2 separate regions of the Sus scrofa genome follow, and region 2 is linked to region 1. The links are chromatin contacts, called in public HiChIP or PLAC-seq maps. All regions are on one chromosome and are shown on one strand. Each heading gives the region's core, a stretch centred on a gene start, on an enhancer-like site or on the middle of the called end of the contact. The rest is flanking DNA. Distances are from core to core; before and after follow the strand shown. Region 1 overlaps ITPR1 (inositol 1,4,5-trisphosphate receptor type 1). Region 2 has its middle 45 kb from the start of BHLHE40.

Region 1 (5,202 bases), core at 1,530-4,029:
GCAGTGTGGTCTGGGATGGGGAGCAGGGCCTGAGATGACTGCTTGGCCCAGGTAGTACTCTTGTCATCAGGTAGGAGGCTGGATTAGGTGATCTCCATGGCCTCTGCCAGGCCCTAGTCAGTGCTTCTAAAGGGCACTAAGTTGGCTCAGGCTATAACCAGCTTGCATACACGGCACTGATCCCAGAGCCATAATATATTATGCTGCTCTTACACAGATGAGTGCACTGTAATTCCATCCCACTGTCTCCGTCCATTTGGCTGTCTGTACGTTTTATTGTTGCACCCCATAAATGTTCTATGCAGCTACATGGAAGCTCCCTGATGGGCCACTATGCAATGAAATAGGCCCAAGGAGTTGGGAGAAATGAAAGTCCTGGGGGAGTTCCTGTTGTGGCTTAGCAGTTTAAGAACCCAACTAGTATCCATGAGGACATGGGTTCAATCCCTGGGCCTGCTCAGTGGGCTAAGGATCCAGCAATGCTGTAGGCCAGCATCTATGGCTCTGGTTCCACCCCTAGCCTGGGAACTTCCATGTGCCACAGGTGCAGCCCTTAAAAAAAAAAAAATCCTGGCACATGTCCTATGGGATCAGATTGGGGCTTAGACCTGAGAGTTTGGTTGGATTGAGTAGTGGACTGGGGTGGCTGTGGGCCTTCCTTCAGGAAGGCACTGGCTTTGTTTGATATTTTGCTATTTGCCAGCCAGCGTCCTTGCCCCCGGCAGGCCAGGGTATATTTATTTTTCTTTGGATTTTATGGTCTAGTGGAGTTTTCACAGTTGGGTGTGTTGAGAGCGGGGAAGAAAAGTGTCTGGTATAGAATGCCTACCAGCTGCAGACCCTGGGCTGGGCTTTCAGCCTGTTACCTCATTTACCCCATTGTCAAAGCCCTCAGGTGCACTTCCCCTCCTCCTCCCTCCGTTACAGATGAGGAAACTGCGGCTGCAAGTTAATCAGCACCCTCTCTACACCCACCCCATTCCCCAGCCATCCTGTTCATCTCTTTGTACCTTGCTAAGTGTATAGGGTGTCCAGCCCTTTCCCTGAGCCCCTGCTGCTCTCTGTACAAACACTGAGAATGGCTGTACAAAGCATTCTTGTTGTTGACATAAAGCTCAGGGTTGGATGCCCTGGGAAAGTCAGGCTTTGAGTGCAGGAAGTCGGTCAGTGCAGGCTTTTAGGGCAGGAAGTCGGTTATCCAGGTATCCAGAATGGAAATAAGACCGAAGAGCAAAGGTGTTACCTTCCAACTCTGGTGCAGTCCTTTTTTAGTAACACAGCCTGAGCCCCAATGAAGCGGGGGGAGGGGGCGCACCTGCCAGTCACTGCTGGCTCCCAGCAAGGGGCTCCCTGAGTCCCCCTAATTGATGTCTGGGCTGCCTTTCTTGGAGATGGAGTTTTCCCAGCACCTCTAGCATCATTCTTTTCCAGTCTCATGATTCAGGTTGGAGGCTCACTGAGAAGGCCTCTGTCCGTCTGTCACAGGTCCCAGGGTGCATTTGTGGGCGAGATTCATGGACCTCAGAGTGTAACCTGAACCACCAGAAGGTACTTCCATTGAGTCACAGAATCCATCCTAGAGGGTGCCATTGGAGGCCAGTGTGCACCTCCAGCAGCCCAGACATGCCCTTGAGATTGGTTTTCTTCTTCTCTAGTTGATGTCCGTGGACCGAGATTCTTAAATCTCCCTAGTGTTTTAACCAAAGACCTCCCTAAGGTTGAACCTAAGCCTCCTTTGCTGCACACTACCTCTTTGTGATAAGCCTCCTGTTGACTTGAGAGTAACCAGAAGGCCTTCTTGCTTGGAAAAAGATTCCCAAGGAGGTCTCTGCTTCTATCGTCTGTCGTCAGCCACTTCAGGCAAATGTGGGCTTGGGTTCTGTTTTCCATTCCAATGGTCATCATTTTTCTCTGGAGGCTCTTTCCACTGCCCCTCTTTGGCTGGGTGAGACAGATGGCTGTGTCAGTACACCTGACAAAAGATGCTGGCTTTCGGCCTCTGTACAGGAGTTTGAGAATGGACCCAGAGGAAACAGACAGACCCTTTACCTTCTTGTTCCTGGGTCTTCTAGAATGAAGGGTGACCTGCCTCTCTGAAAGCTGTGTGATTTTGCTGTTAGGCATTGCTGGGGATGGGCATGTTAGTGATGACAGTTTACCTACCCATAGAGACACTTTGTAAGATAGCACCTTGAACATTTTTTTTTTTTTTTTTTAGGAAGTGCAGTTTGTTGGTTGAGATGTCATTGTTCAGTATGTGCGAAGCTGTTAGTGTTCTGATCCACGTGGGGGAGGTGAGGGACCAAACTGCCTACCACATAGGACAGACTTTCCTGGCAAGTGCTGCTTCCCGCGGGCCCTGGGAGACAGGAAAGGAGAAGTGTTGAGCTCTCAGGTATCAGAAGAAAAGTGGTTCTCATGGCACAGGTTGCACTTTGCTGATTTCTAATGACAGAATTCATTCACCTTGAAAGCATCCTGAAGATCCACTGCTTCTGGAGTTCCCTAGTGGCCTAGTGGTCAAGGATTCAACATAGTCATTGCTGTGACTCAGGTTCAGTCCTTGGCCTGGGAACTTCTGTAGGCCAAAGGCACAATGGGAAAAATAAAATTAAAAAATCCACTGCTTTGGTCTTGACCTTGGAGCTTCAGACCGTTACCTGGAGCCCAGTGACCAGATTAACTTGAGGGAGGTTCTCCTTGTCCTCCAGCCCTAGCAGGGCAGAGTATTTGAAACACGTTGTTTATCTCTGAGTAATCATGAGATGGCTCTGCAGTTTGGCCAAGGGAGGATCTCTTTTCAGAAAACTGAAGTTGAAATGTGGATGCCTTTCCGACCCATGCTTGGTTCACCTCATCACTTCCTTCTTTTCTGTTTTAATGTTTGTATTATCTCTGGACTCTTTAAAGCTGGCACCATCCTTGGAGATGTTGGCAAACTGAGACTTCCAAAGGTTTACTGGTGGAAACCCATCAGATCTTGCTAAAAAATGTCCTTCTTTGAGTGAAAGATAATTTATACCAGGGGAGTATTGGTTTCTTAATGCCCACTTAATAAATTATCAGATTCTTTTCAAATATCATACTTTTCCTTAAGTCAGGAATGGGCAAGGGTGTTCCCGTCATGGCTCAGCAGTAATGAACCCAACTAGTATCCATGAGAATGTGGGTTCCATCCCTGGCCTCACTCAGTGGGTTAAGGATCTGGCATTGCCATAAGCTATGGTGTAGGTTGCAGACATGGCTCGGATCCCTAGTGGCTGTGGCTGTGATGTAGGCCAGCATCTGCAGCTCTGATTTGACCCCTAGCCTCGGAACTTTGATATACCGCCAAGTGTGGCCCTTAAAAAAAAAAGAGAGAGAGAATGGGAAAAAATGTTGGGGGGGAAAATGGTTCATTTGAAAGACCTGGGACTGTCCAGCAGGAGGGTTTGACACTGAAATTCTCTTCTGACTTTGGCTATATTAAACTTTGAGAAATGGGAGCAAAAATGTTTCTTTCTCTGCCTAATGGAATCTGAATGGCTTCTAGACCTAATAAAATACTAGCTGGATTTTTTTTTTTTGCTTCCTTCATTGTGATAGTTACTGAGAATTGCTCTTCAGTATGTTTTTTTGCTGTCAGTTTTCAGGCCATCTTGACCTACCAGTACCAGCTGGGATTGTTTATCTTTGCATGTTTTGGGGACACTGGACTTTGGTCATCACAGAACACCCAGTATCTTATGTGCTAAGGCCGTTCCGTTGAAAAGGGTATTGATAACTTGCACACCTTGCATTTGAATATTTTCCCGTAGTAACAGTGTTTTTCACGTAGTGTTTCATAACTACAACCTTGATGGCCCCATCCAGGTGATGCAGACAAGGCAGGTGATCAGAGTTTTTTTTTTTCAGATAAGGAGCACAGCATGCAAATGCAGTGAAGCAGATTGCCTAAGCTCCTGTGGCTGGTCAGCGAGGAGCAATGGCTAAAATTTAGGTTTCCAGACTTTGAATTCTTCAGGCTCCTGTGCCTAAACCATAATGTGTTTTATTACCTTGTTCATGGTTCGTGATCTTTGGGTTTTGATTGCCGTCAAAAGACTCAAGACCCACAATGGTCATTGTGTCACAGATATTTGGTTGCAGTCTGTAAGCCCCATCCATGGCACAGCCTCAGTTAGCAGACGGGTCCATGTTAACAAGTGCTTTAGACCTCACAGGAAAGTTGGGGTGTTCATATATGTTTCTACCACGGCTCTGCTTTACTGGGAGAAGAGTCTGTGTTTGTACAGCTTGAGAGCCGTGGGCTGGTGGTTGCAGGGAGTGGGTTATAAAAAGCCAAAAGGTGTTTGGAGCTTGACACACTTGCTCAGGTGAGAGGTGTTGAGCAAAGCAGGTGGTGCAGAGGCACAGGCTGAGGCATCAGACTAGCAGGGCTGGAGTCTTGGGCACCCCCACCACTTCCTAGTGCATGACTTGGCAAGTCGATTAACCTCTTTGAGCCTCAGTTTCCTCATCTGTAAATTGAGGCTAGTAATAGCCTCTCCCTCAGGGGGTAGTTACAAGGGTTTAGTGAGATACTGCGTACAAAGCAGTTAGGTGGTGCCTGGTGAATTGGAAGCGTTCAGTTACCATTCACTATAGTAGAACTGACAGATCAGGGGCCTCCAGGAGTGAATAACTCTCAGTCACAAGTATAGGAATAGCACACCCAAGGTAGAAAGCCCACCCCTGGTCTGGGTAGCCATTGCCGTCACTCTGTCACCCACGCAGCATTTGTTCCAGTCAGACAGGGATGGGTTGGTCTCTTTGCAGACGTTCTTTCAAGTCCCAGAGCCTCCAGGGCCGAGGCTGAGGACCCTGTGTGCCAGAGGCAGATGGAAAGAGGGAAATCAGACTCCAGGGAAGAATTTCCATCAGCTCCTGGAAGTGCAAGCATTTGTCACTGTTCATTAGTTACATTTTCACCATTCTTGAGTGTAGCCTGAGAACATAATTCATTCTTCAGCAGATAAGCAAACCCCTAGGAGTGACTGTTCTGGGCTCTGTCGGTCAGGGACATGTTTAAGAGGTGGTCACACAGAAAAACTCTTCCTCTGGATCTTCCAAAGGCCCAACATGAGAGTTTAGAGAAGGTGAACCCCTGCAAGGGGGAAAGTGCTTTCTTTGGGGAAGGATCAAAGTCTCGAAGCTGTTCCAGGAGCCCTGGGCAAGGCTCCT
Region 2 (5,202 bases), core at 710-3,209, 260 kb after region 1:
ACCACAGGTCATAGCAATGCCAGATCCTTCACCCACTAAGCAAGGCCAGGGATCAAACTCACATCCTGCAGGATACTAGTCAGGTTCATTACTGCTGAGCCACAATGGGAACTCTGGAAAGTGCTTTCTGAATTCTAAAATATCCTGCAGAATTGTTCTCACCTTGTTTACAGTATTTGCTTAGCAATGTTTTTTCCCCATGGGGATAAAAGTTACCCTACCCTAGCTTGCTTTAAAATTATAATACATTTTAGATGGAAATGGTCTGAATAAATATGCTTTTCTTGAGGTGTTTGTGTATAGTGCTTTCTCTCCACTCTCTCCAAAGCTGAGTGCAATTGTACTGAATGTCCACTCTGGATCCTCACACGAATTTATTAGTTACCAAGTATTAATCTACCAGCTATGGGACTCGGACAAATTACTTCACCAGTTTGTGCCTCAGTTTCCTCATTTGCAAAGCAGGGTCCAAAGTAATAGAACTGACTTCAGAGAGTTGTTGTACCAAGAGTGGTAATGACTAGTGGGTGCCTGATGTACAGTGGGTATTCAGTGTTAGCTGCATTTGTTATTATTATATAAGCCTTATTCCTTTTTTAGGATTATTTTTGTCCTGACCTTCTCAGTTATTATTCACACAGAATTAAAAATTAAATGCATGGTCTCCGCGCAGTAAAAAAATGCAGTCTTGGTTCCAGAGACTAAAGGTCATACCCACCATTTTAATTCATGGTTCCAGAGGCTGCTTGGTAATGGTTAAGATCTCTGGTTTAGGATTCAGTTCTGATTTTACCCCCTAATCGGTCTCAGATTTACTGGATATTCTGAGTTTTCTTCTCTAGAATGGGACAAGACCTACCTCTTAAGGTTGTGGGAAAGAATAAATGAGTTCACTTCTATGTCTGGTTGAACGTGTTCAACGCCCCACTATTATTATCAACCCCCACTCCCTTAGCCTGGCACAGTCTAGGTGCTCAATTAGCTTGCCAAAGCGAACTAAAACAAACTGCTTCACTGAGGGTAGCTTCAGCCAGAGAATCTTTTGAAGATAATCATTAGAAACTGCTCCTTGAAAGAAAAGAAAAAAAAAAAAAAAAAAAAAAGCAAAAACTTAAAGGACTGAAAAATCAGTTCTGCCTCATACAGGTTGTTTTAGGGCTCCTTTTTGGTCTTCCGATTTCACCCCCCTCCCGCCCCGCGCGCGCCTCCCCGCCCAGGGATGTTTCTAGACACTTGGTGAGAGTGCTTCGAGATCTTGATAATCCTGTAGAATAAGGAAGGTGGCCCTGCAGGGCGCCCCCAGGGGAAAATCCGGGAGGCGCAGCCCTGTCCCCCTGCGCGAGCATCCTAGAGCCAGTGGTTTCCTGAGTGGGCCGTGCTCCGGGTCACTTCTCGAGGGCGGGTTGGCTTCGCCAAGGCTACCAGGATGCTGTCGTCTCCATGACAACGGAGTGCGGGCGAGGAGAGGCAGCAAGCAAGTGGTGTCATCCTCCGAAACCAAAAGCCCCCGCCCCCACGCGGGCCGGCCCCAGGCCGCAGGCGGTGGAATTCTTCTGGGAAGGCGGCTGACGTCGCGGGCGGCCCTGGCCCCAGCCTTGGCAGCGCTGATGCAAGCGCAGCCCCGTGCCTGCAGGCAGGCAGCCCCGGGGGAGAGTTGGCGCTGCGCTCCGTCTTGTTCCCTTCCGGCCACCCCGCCTGGTTTTCCCTGTGCAGAGTCAACAGCTCCTGGGTGCTTTCTCACTGACAGGCCCAGTGGAGGGGGGGGGGGGGGGCGGGGAAATGCCCAAACCAGTTCTCCCCCTCTGCTCTTCCCAGACTTCTCAGGAAAATCCGAGCCTCCCAACCTGGCCACGTTTGGATCAATGGGAAGGGCTCTGGCGGCTCTCAACCGCTCCCCGGAGAGGGCCCAGGTTGCCTGAGATACCTGGTGCCAGATGATGCCAAGTAAACCGCCCGGATCACGAGGGAACCTTGTGTCTCTACACAGCAAGGCGGTAAAGGGCCTCCGGGGTGGAGATGGTGCAGCCAGAGCTGGTCTCCATCGCCCTCTGCTGGGCAGAAGATAAGGTTGCTCTAAAGTTCCCGCTGGGACCTCCCAAAGGGAGGGAGGTGGGTGGTGGAGTGGGGGCTGTAATATTAAGAGTTCACCCTCCTAAAAAAAAAGACAGACCAGGAAACCGAGGCTCAGAGAGGACAAGGGACCTGTCATTTGTTTTGCAGCTCCTTTAGGTCCAAGTCGGAACCAAAAGTCGAATTGACACCCTCATTGAACGATCTCTAGGTTTTGGGGGGTTTTTGGTTTGTTTTCCTCTTTCTAGGGCTGTACCTGTGGCATATGGAAGTTTCCGGACTAGGCAGCTGCCAGCCTGTGCCACAACCACTCAAGATCTGAGCCAAATCTGTGACCTACGTCATAGCTGGGGTCAACACGAAGCCAGGGGTCAAACCCAAAACCTCCTGGATACAAGTCGGGTTCCTAACCTGCTGGGCCATAAGGGGAACTCCCTCTAGGGTTGTTTTAAAGTGAGAAGTCATCCCACTCTTTATCATGGAGATGGCTCTTTACACGCCCCCACACTGTGAGGCCTTTCTCCATTGCTATATCACAACACATCACCAGTTCCAAGTGTGGTCCAGGACCCACCCTCTGTGTGTGGGGGTGGGGTGGGGGAATACCCAAACTCAAAACTATTTTTATAGCAAAACTAGGAGGGTATTTGCCTTTTTCACTATTTCTCTCTTATGTGTGCAGTGGAGTTTTCCAGAGTTCACATGACATATCATGCTCCAAAAGACTGAATGCAGAAGCAGGTATGAGTATCTAGACTTCTTCTATTAAGGCAGACATTTAAAGGGATTTGCAAGCATGTGAACCTATGTCACTCTTCTTATTAATTCTTTTAGTTTTAGAAAATAAGGCTAATGAAATTTTTTAAAAAGAATAAGGAAAGAAAAAATAGAAAATATGACCATTTTAATAAAATATGTTTTATATATAGGTAAGATTTATTTATTTTAATTTTTTTTTTTTTTTTTTTTTTCTTTTTTTAGGGCTGCTCCTGCAGCCTACAGAAGTTCCCAAGCTAGGGGTCTAATTGATGCTGCAGCTGCCGGCCTACACCACAGCTCACGGCAACACCAGATCCTTAACCCACTGAACAAGGCCAGGGATCAAACCTGAGTCCTCATGGGTACTAGTCAGGTTTGTTACCGCCGAGCCACAATGGGAATTTCCAAAGTTTATTATTTTAAGGTGAATTAACAATGTTTGTAAATATTACTAGTTTTCATTTCTGACATGGTAAATACTGATAGATAGAACCCACATAAACAAAGCTGGTTAGGATCCTCACCAGTCTTTAAGAGTGCAATTTGAGCCTGCGACCAAAAAGTCTGAGAATAGCTGCTCTGGGAAGTAGCCTCTTCCCAGTCACTGTTACGTCATTCTCTTTTATATACTTCACGGTCCTTTTCACTAAAGCAATTGCCTTGTTTTCATTATTGATCAATCAACTGGAGATCTCATTCAAATGCAGGTTTGGATTCTGCAAGTCTGGGGTGGGGCCCAGAGTATGCATTTCTAATCAAAAGTGCTACTGACACTGCTGGTCCAGGGACCACACTTCGAGAAGCACTTTTTTAGGGTTTGCTCTGTCTTTTTAGATGGTGCTTGCTGGGGACTTATCCTGTAAAAACAAATCAGGTGGCCATTCCATGTCAGCAGTGGGAGAGAAAGTTTACAAGTAGGATCCCCTCCTGTTTGCTCAGGGCTAAGGACCCTTGGAAGAAATTGTGAGTCATTTAACTTACAGATTGGGAGGGATAGAAAAATGGTGTCAGGGCTTAAGAGGAAATGGAGCTGCCTTTGAAAATATGCATTGAGCTTCAAACAGTAAACTGTAGAGCAATTCAATTAATGAGCATTAAATCAGATTACACCAGGGCCTACATTGCTGAAAGCTACCCATAAAACAGAAATTATGCTTCATCAGCTAGAATCATCTCCAACTCTCAAAGCACTTAGTAGATAGTTGAATAATGGGAATTTCAGTTGTCATGAAAAAAAAAAAAAAAAAAAAAAAAAAAAACCTTTACTGTGAGAAGGGGAAAGATTCTAAATATGCCAAATAGCATTTTTGCATTGGGGTGGAAAATTTGTTTAAAACCAAACTGCATGTAAGTGCTTCTGCAATCTAATTTGGGGTGGTAGTACAATTTACCTCAGTGGAAAAATTAATCTCTATTATAACTAGGTCTTTCCACTTACAGAAGGGAAGAAAGTAGACTGACGTAAAACCTCTACCAGTTGGGTTACACCACGAGAGCAGGGATTACAAACTCAGTTACTTCCAGAGGCCAGAGGAGTCACGCAAACCCAGGAGCCTGGTGGATTCTGGCGCAGAGTAACCATGTGGCCTGGCTACAGGGGCAGCCATGACTCTGCTTTGGTTTCTTGCTGTCGTGTTCCACCCAGGAGCCTGTGTTGTCCAACCTTCCCATTTTTTAAGAAAGAGCCTAGACACCAGGGTTCTATGTGAAATGTATATTTTTTGGGTTTTTTTTTTTAAGTCAGGAAAAAAATAAAGTGAAGTTCACAATGGAACGCATTTCTGTGCTGGGCAAACAAAGCAAATCTTCCCAGCTGGGAGATAAAGGAGGCAGGAGCAGGGTTAGGTGGGCCTTTCTATGGGGGTGCTGAGCTCCAGGTCACACTTGGGGGTGGGGGAGGGGTGAGTGGTAAAATACTTTGCTTCATCAAGTGAGATTTCATTATTTTTGTGAGAAAGGAGCAGCTCAGAGGGAGAGGAGTCTTAGGAAATAGAAGAGCCAAAAAGATGAGGGAGAAAAAAGGGAGAAATGATGTGTGTGTGGCAGGGGCAGCAGTGAGGGGAGGGGGGAGGATTAATCGAGGGAGTTTGGGAGGGGACTTGAGGAAAGGAGGCTGGGTTCCACCTGGCAGTGGCCATCAATCACTTTTGTGCCTAAGGAGTGAATAAGATCCCAGCGAGGACCATTGGTAGAGGGCTGAGCCTTTTCGAGATTGACCCCTAGTTGCCACCATTTGCCTTATCCGCAATTTGGGTGAAACCCTTTAGGTCTTCTGCCCCTCAGCTTCCTTCTAAAATGGGTAATAATAACATCTGTGTTACTTCCTGCGGGGTTCCTGCAAGGGATAGCTAAGGAACTATATGAGAGATGCTT

The links. HiChIP or PLAC-seq counts read pairs in DNA pulled down with a chosen protein or histone mark.
Region 2: an H3K27ac HiChIP or PLAC-seq map of alveolar macrophages shows a contact between it and region 1. The contact joins two enhancer-like sites. A contact is called at or near these places in 3 of 47 Hi-C or Micro-C datasets (embryonic fibroblasts, fibroblasts and skeletal muscle) and 2 of 2 datasets of contacts at active chromatin or transcription factors (alveolar macrophages and skeletal muscle).

Annotation. Positions count from the first base shown.
Region 1 is chr13:61,313,407-61,318,608 of Sscrofa11.1, forward strand. All of the region lies in intron 41 of ITPR1 (inositol 1,4,5-trisphosphate receptor type 1), which reads left to right. Among named protein-coding and RNA genes, the nearest start is that of BHLHE40, 210 kb to the right of the region's middle. Within about 2 kb of position 2,780, at least 2 of the 83 cell types and tissues checked have an H3K27ac peak or open chromatin away from gene starts, as enhancers often do. A contact at or near this core is called in alveolar macrophages, where this site is marked.
Region 2 is chr13:61,570,497-61,575,698 of Sscrofa11.1, forward strand. No RefSeq gene overlaps it. Among named protein-coding and RNA genes, the nearest start is that of BHLHE40, 45 kb to the left of the region's middle. Within about 2 kb of position 1,960, at least 66 of the 83 cell types and tissues checked have an H3K27ac peak or open chromatin away from gene starts, as enhancers often do. A contact at or near this core is called in alveolar macrophages, where this site is marked.